Linked DNA regions of Podarcis muralis: region 1 is linked to region 2. The links are chromatin contacts, called in public Hi-C maps. All regions are on one chromosome and are shown on one strand. Each heading gives the region's core, a stretch centred on a gene start, on an enhancer-like site or on the middle of the called end of the contact. The rest is flanking DNA. Distances are from core to core; before and after follow the strand shown. Region 1 holds the start of SPSB3 (splA/ryanodine receptor domain and SOCS box containing 3). Region 2 holds the start of ERCC4 (ERCC excision repair 4, endonuclease catalytic subunit).

What was found. A called contact is a pair of places that touch in the nucleus more often than the background predicts.
Region 1: a Hi-C map of blood shows a contact between it and region 2, with 3 times the contacts expected there. The contact joins the promoter of SPSB3 here to the promoter of ERCC4 in region 2. A contact is called at or near these places in 2 of 3 Hi-C or Micro-C datasets (blood and tail).

Annotation. Positions count from the first base shown.
Region 1 is chr14:39,680,163-39,683,113 of rPodMur119.hap1.1, forward strand. It overlaps SPSB3 (splA/ryanodine receptor domain and SOCS box containing 3), which reads left to right and starts at 1,381. Exons shown (of 7, transcript XM_028707189.2): 1 at 1,381-1,516. It overlaps NUBP2 (NUBP iron-sulfur cluster assembly factor 2, cytosolic), which reads right to left and starts at 1,103. Exons shown (of 7, transcript XM_028707196.2): 1 at 952-1,103. The coding sequence starts at 970. All of the region lies in intron 1 of LOC114584321 (nucleoside diphosphate kinase 3), which reads right to left.
Region 2 is chr14:39,512,138-39,515,030 of rPodMur119.hap1.1, forward strand. ERCC4 (ERCC excision repair 4, endonuclease catalytic subunit) reads left to right here and starts at 1,471. Exons shown (of 11, transcript XM_028706080.2): 1 at 1,471-1,808. The coding sequence starts at 1,608. LOC114584321 (nucleoside diphosphate kinase 3) reads right to left here. Exons shown (of 6, transcript XM_077918487.1): 2 at 62-113. The coding sequence starts at 104.

The DNA of each region.
Region 1 (2,951 bases), core at 131-2,630, 170 kb after region 2:
CTGATGTGAGTTGGAAGTTCAGCAACATCTGGAGGGCCAACTGTTTCTCACACACCAGACCAACAGGAAGTTGAATATGAACCTTAACTCTTCATTTTCTAAGTGGCTCTGAAATGCTGAAACTGCAGTGGCAACTTTGATCAGTGGTAGAGTAAGCTGTCCTGCCAGGCTTAGTTACATCACTTCAACCAGCCTTGGGAAAAGAGGTATTAAAGCCTCTTGTTGTACACAGTCTACCTGAGCTCAGCACGTGAAGAGGTTTGAGCTGGTTACTCAGGCCACATGGATCACAAGCCACTCTTGTGTTCCTATATCAATAATTTAGGGACTTTCACCACTTTGTAACTAAGGTAAGTTTTACTGCCTGTGCAACTTTTCTGACTGATATATGGAAATGCACATGAACCTGACCTTTGAAGAGTTTGTAAGTAAACCATTTTTTAAAACTTACCAAACATGTAGCCGTCTTGTTATGCTGGGGTAAGAGGGAAACTTTAGAAAGAAACTTTTAAAGGGGACATTTTAGAACTCACTTGGAGGGACATATTTTAAAGATCTAACAACCTGTATTTCCGTGCTTTACTTTGCTGCATATTTAGTGGCTTTAAACCTCTGCTGGGGTTTTCTCACTGTAGAGCACTTGCCCCAAACTTGGATCTTGGTACAACCCCCACCCCTCTCTCTTTTGCATCAGCGCAACTGTCATTAGCCTCAACTAAGGAAGAAAGCTGTAATCCAGCAACGTCTGGAGGGCAGGTTCAACATCTTTGCTCTTATTTCTTTGGAAAAAGTTCCTGTGCTTTAACAGCAGATACTCATGTGACAGGCGCAGTTTATCCCGTTGTTGTTGAACATCTGCTTCTCCACAGATGTTAAAAAGTACAGGAAGCCTAGTTAACATCCAATCACCTTCCCCTGCGACCATGCCTTCAAAGCCCATCAATCACTCACCCTCTGCGGCTTCCTCCATGTTGCTTCAGCAATCCTCACCACTTCCGATTTCGTCAGGTGATTGACATGAACCTTGACGAATGAACAGACAACTGGGCGTTGCTTTGCCCGTCCTCTCATGAATGACATCAATCTTGTCCAATGAAAAGGCAGCTGGAGAACCACGTTGCCCGCCTTTGTTCCGTCCACGACTGAGTGACGTAAACTTTAACCAATAGAAAGTCACCAGAGACTCTTCGGCTGCCTCCTGTCCTATGAGGCAGAACTCACCTTACCCATTGACTCTTCCTTCTCAGCCAATCATATCTCGGAGACCGCCTTCTCTCTCTCTTTTTGAGCCAGAAAATCTCCACCTCCTTGTTGAAGAGGGAGGAACAGGGTTTGCCAATGAGAGAGATGGGAAAGCGTCACTGGCGTCACCACGCCGTACTGCGCGTGCGACTTGTGCGCTATGCCGGGCGCTGAGCGAGGGAAGCGTCCAATCAGGAGAGAGGAAGATGGTGCCGTTCCCCCGCCCTCTCCCTTTCGCCGGGGGGCGGGAGGAGCAAGAGGAGGAGTGACGCAGGTAGGAAACGGACGTGGAAGGAGGGGAGGGAGCCGAGCCGAGCTGCCAATGGGCGCGGCCGAGGTGGGCGCGCGCAGCGTGGATTGTTTATATCTCGCCTGTGGGGAGGAGGCCGGGGTGCGGCGCCTGCCGATGTGGAGCGGAGGGAGGCGCGCTCGCTCGCTTCTGAGGGACCGCGGGAGGAGGAGGAGGGGAAGCGGCTCTGTGGCTGGACGGCTGAGGTAGGCCATGGCGGGTGTTCGCGGCTGAGGAGAACTGTATGTATGGGGTAAGCCCAGCCTGCGGCCTACAGCTCGGTTGAGAAAGTACTTCTACTAGTGGACCACTGCTAGCGGGCCACTAGCGGACCGTTGGCCAGTTTGTGGCGGGACCCCTCCCAGTGGCTGCTGGGAGTTCTCGCAAAGGACGCTGGGTAAAGTTGGACACTGGTCTCATTGCCCCGCCCCCAACTTACGAGGCATTTATTGGGTGCTTGGCCGAGAGACAGTGAGTCAGCGCATGAATTATAGAATTGTACAGTTGGAGGGGGGAGACCCTAAGGGTCATCTAGTCCAACCGAATGACTGTTTCTAAGTGGGGGCACGATTTAGCTGAAGTCAAGAGGTGCCTTTTCTCCTGTAGTTTTTTAAGGTACCTCTGTACCTTTGCTTAAAAGACTATTGGGAAGGATGTGGGGTGTGTGTGTGTGAAAGAGAGAGAGATTTGCCTAAAGGCCCAGTCTGGGGTTCTATACTGAAGACACCCCCTCTCTATCTCTGCACCCCATAATTTAAAACTTTTTAATTGTAACATAATGAATGAGCCAGAGGCCCAGTAGCAGGATATTACATTATGCAAACAAACAAACAAAATTCTAAAATGAAAAAGTAGTAACACAGGCTCTGTTACTTTCGGGTTGCCGTGGAGTGCAACCTGAAAGCGCTAAACCTGAAGCACATTCAACCCAAGGTATGACTGTACGTGCATCTGGCATCCACAGTTTTGTTGGGGCTACCAGAAGCATGAATGTGGGTATTGGGTCAGGCACCTGCACTTTGTTTCGTACTTAAGAGTTTCCTGTGCCAAATATTAGCACATCTGAAGTGCATATAATTGTTGCATATAATGTGGATCTGTTCTTGGAGAGCCTGGTTTCACAATGGATTCATGGGTGGGACTTGAACTAGGATAAAATCCCAACTATATGGACAACATAGTTCATTCTATCCTGTGGGGCTGGATTACCTGTGTGCTTTGGCTCACCTCTGTGATACTAGCATACTGTATTGAGGCAGTGCAGTATAGTTGCATATATAGTTGGATTGGGATCAGAGAGACCTGCTTCAAATCCCTGCTTAGTTAAGGTCAGTGGCCTTCCAGGGTGCCTTTCATATGCCCCTCCTTTTGTGCTGAATTTAATTACTGACCGGGCACATAATTTAAATGTTATTTTCTA
Region 2 (2,893 bases), core at 221-2,720:
TGAGGCACCCCCAGATCTCAGCCTGCAAAGTTGGGCACCCCCAGATCTCAGCAACGCTCACCTGTTTGGAAGATGCTGGCAAACAGGGCCAGCAGGAAGATCATGGCGTTAGCAGCGGCAGCAGCAAAGAAGAACCATAGAGCGAAGGGAAGAACTGGGGAGGACGCGCACGCCGGCCGGCAGCGTGGATCGGGAGCGCGCACGCTGATGACGAGAGGGGGAGTCTACTCAAGGGGAAGTAGCAGCACCAGCAGCAGAAGAGATGGGAGATTCCGCTCTTTTCTAAGGCTCCGATCCTGAACAGACTTACCTGGAAGGAAGTCCCTTTGGGCATCTGAGCAGTCGTAGAGAGGACTGTGCTCTGACGCTGGTCTTTTTACTGGCGGCGTTTCGCTTTCGCAAGTCTCCAAACGACGTTTAAAAGTTCTGTGCATCTGTATGTAAGTCAGTGGAGCAGACAGGTTTTCCTGTGCCATTTCATTACTCCGATACCTTTGCTGAAGCAACTTCTTGAAAACAAACGAGCCGCAGCAGCAACGTTTTGCCTGGTGAACCTGAACAAGAATTAACCCCACTTCGAACCTGCAATGTGAATCGTGGACGACATCTCTGTGCAGCTGAAGTCGCTGTGTCTCAGCCACGGCCCGCCCTCCCCTCCTTTATTTGCAACCGAGGGAGGTTGCAGTAATCCGGCTATTGCTTTTAAATCAGGAACGGAGAGCCCACCGCCCGCCCCACGTTGTTTGACTACAAGTCCCATCATCGCTGACCATCGGGCCACCCTGACTGGAGCTGATGGGACTTGCGAGTCCCGACCACACATTGTCACTCTACACTTTTCCTATTTCTATGCTGCGTTTCTCTTCCCCTCCCCCCTCTCGCGTCACTTCCCCTTATCTATAAAGGTAAAGGTACCCCTGCCCGTACGGGCCAGTCTTGCCAGACTCTAGGGTTGTGCGCCCATCTCACTCAAGAGGCCGGGGGCCAGCGCTGTCCGGAGACACTTCCTGGTCACGTGGCCAGTGTGACAAAGCTGCATCTGGCAAGCCAGCGCAGCACACGGAACGCCGTTTACCTTCCCGCCAGTAAGCGGTCCCTATTTATCTACTTGCACCCGGGGGGTGATTTCGAACTGCTAGGTTGGCAGGCGCTGGGACCAAACAACGGGAGCGCACCCCGCCGCGGGGATTCGAACCGCCGACCTTTTGATCGGCAAGTCCTAGGCGCTGAGGCTTTTACCCACAGCGCCACCTGCGTCCCTCCCCTTATCTATAGGGAACTAAAAATGTAGAGTCGCACACTTCCGGTCTAAACATCGAACAACTTCCCCACTGTTCCTTCCCGACTTAAAACAACACGTGGGAAGGCGACGCTTTCACAGCAAGGCCGCGGGTGGGTGGGGAGGGGGGAGGCGCGCGCCTATACCCGCGAACAACGGAGACTTTCCATTTCCATGGGGAGTTTAAGGATTCTGCGTGCGCGTGTCACTCTGCAGGTTTTTATCTCTACGGCATTGAGAGCCTGAGGCTTCATTCCCGCAGTAGTAAGTTCGCTTCCCGGTCTGCGCATGTGCAGTGGGAGCCGCGGCTGTTTGACAGCGACTTGTCATGGCGGTTTCTTCAGCGGCTGTTCCGGCTGCGGTGCCGCTGGAGCACGAGAACCAGATCTTCCTGGACCTTTTCCACGACGACGGGCTGGTGGTGTGCGCCCGCGGGCTGGGCATCGACCGCCTCCTCCTGCGCTTCCTCCGCCTTTACTGCGAGCCGGCCAGGCTGGTGCTGGTGCTGAACACCAGCCCGGCAGAGGAGGTAGGCAGAGGCGCCTCGGGGCCCGGGAGGAGCTTGACTCCGTCTTTGCTATTCGGAGGGGCTGCTCCGCTTCCCAGGGCAGGGGTCCTCACAAGGCAACGTACACAAAACACCCCAACCCCCCCCCCCCCAAAAAAAAGACAAGCCCAGGCACGCAAACAAACAATGGGAAATGGAGAATTGCACCCCTCCCAGATGAGCTGCAAAAGCACCGGTCGAAAGAAAGACTTCTTGGAAGTTCCTTTAAAAGGCACTATATGCGGGGTTTCCCAAGCTTGCTGTTTTCGGACTACATTTCCCATAATCCCCAACCACATCAGATGTCAAAGAAATGAACAACAATCTGACGTTTAGAAGACATCTGAAGGCAGCCCTGTTTGGGGAAGTTTTTAATGACTGGTGTTTTCATGTATTTTTAATATTTGGTTGGAAGCTGCCCAGAGTGGCTGGGGAAACCCAGCCAGATGGGCGGGGTATAAATAATAAAATTATTATCATCATCATTATTATTATCATTATCATTATTACTGGTCTTGCCAGCTACGGATGATGGGAGTTGTAGCCCCAAAACAGCTGGAGACCCAAGGTTGGGAGACACTGCACTAGTGCAAGAGATGTGTGAACTTCATGGAAGATGATATGGGGCCAGCACCGAAAAGGGCCTATTCCTAGTGCACCTGCCCGGGGAGGGAGTTACTGGTTTGCGAGTGGTTTTTTTGTTCTTGTTTTTATTACGTATTTTGTGTTTTTTGCTTTGTGTTTTTATGCTGTGAACTGGGGGAAGTTGCCTGTGACTCAGACTGTAACTAAGCTTGAATACACACATGTCATGAGTCCTGTGGTGAAAGGAGCTTGAAGGACTGGAGGCCAGTGTTTGGGGAGGAACACAGTGGATTGGGATGGGCCTCATTCAGGCCTCCTGAGACATCAGAATTGCCTGTGGGGATGCAGCAGTTGAGGAGCTGATCCTGGGGAGGGACCTAGTGCTCTGTCATTCAGCCCAAGCCAGTCTGGCCTCTCGCCCTGCCAGAGCCTTCTCTTCCTTTAATTCCTGCTGGCAAGCCTCTACCTCCAGAGGAGGTGTC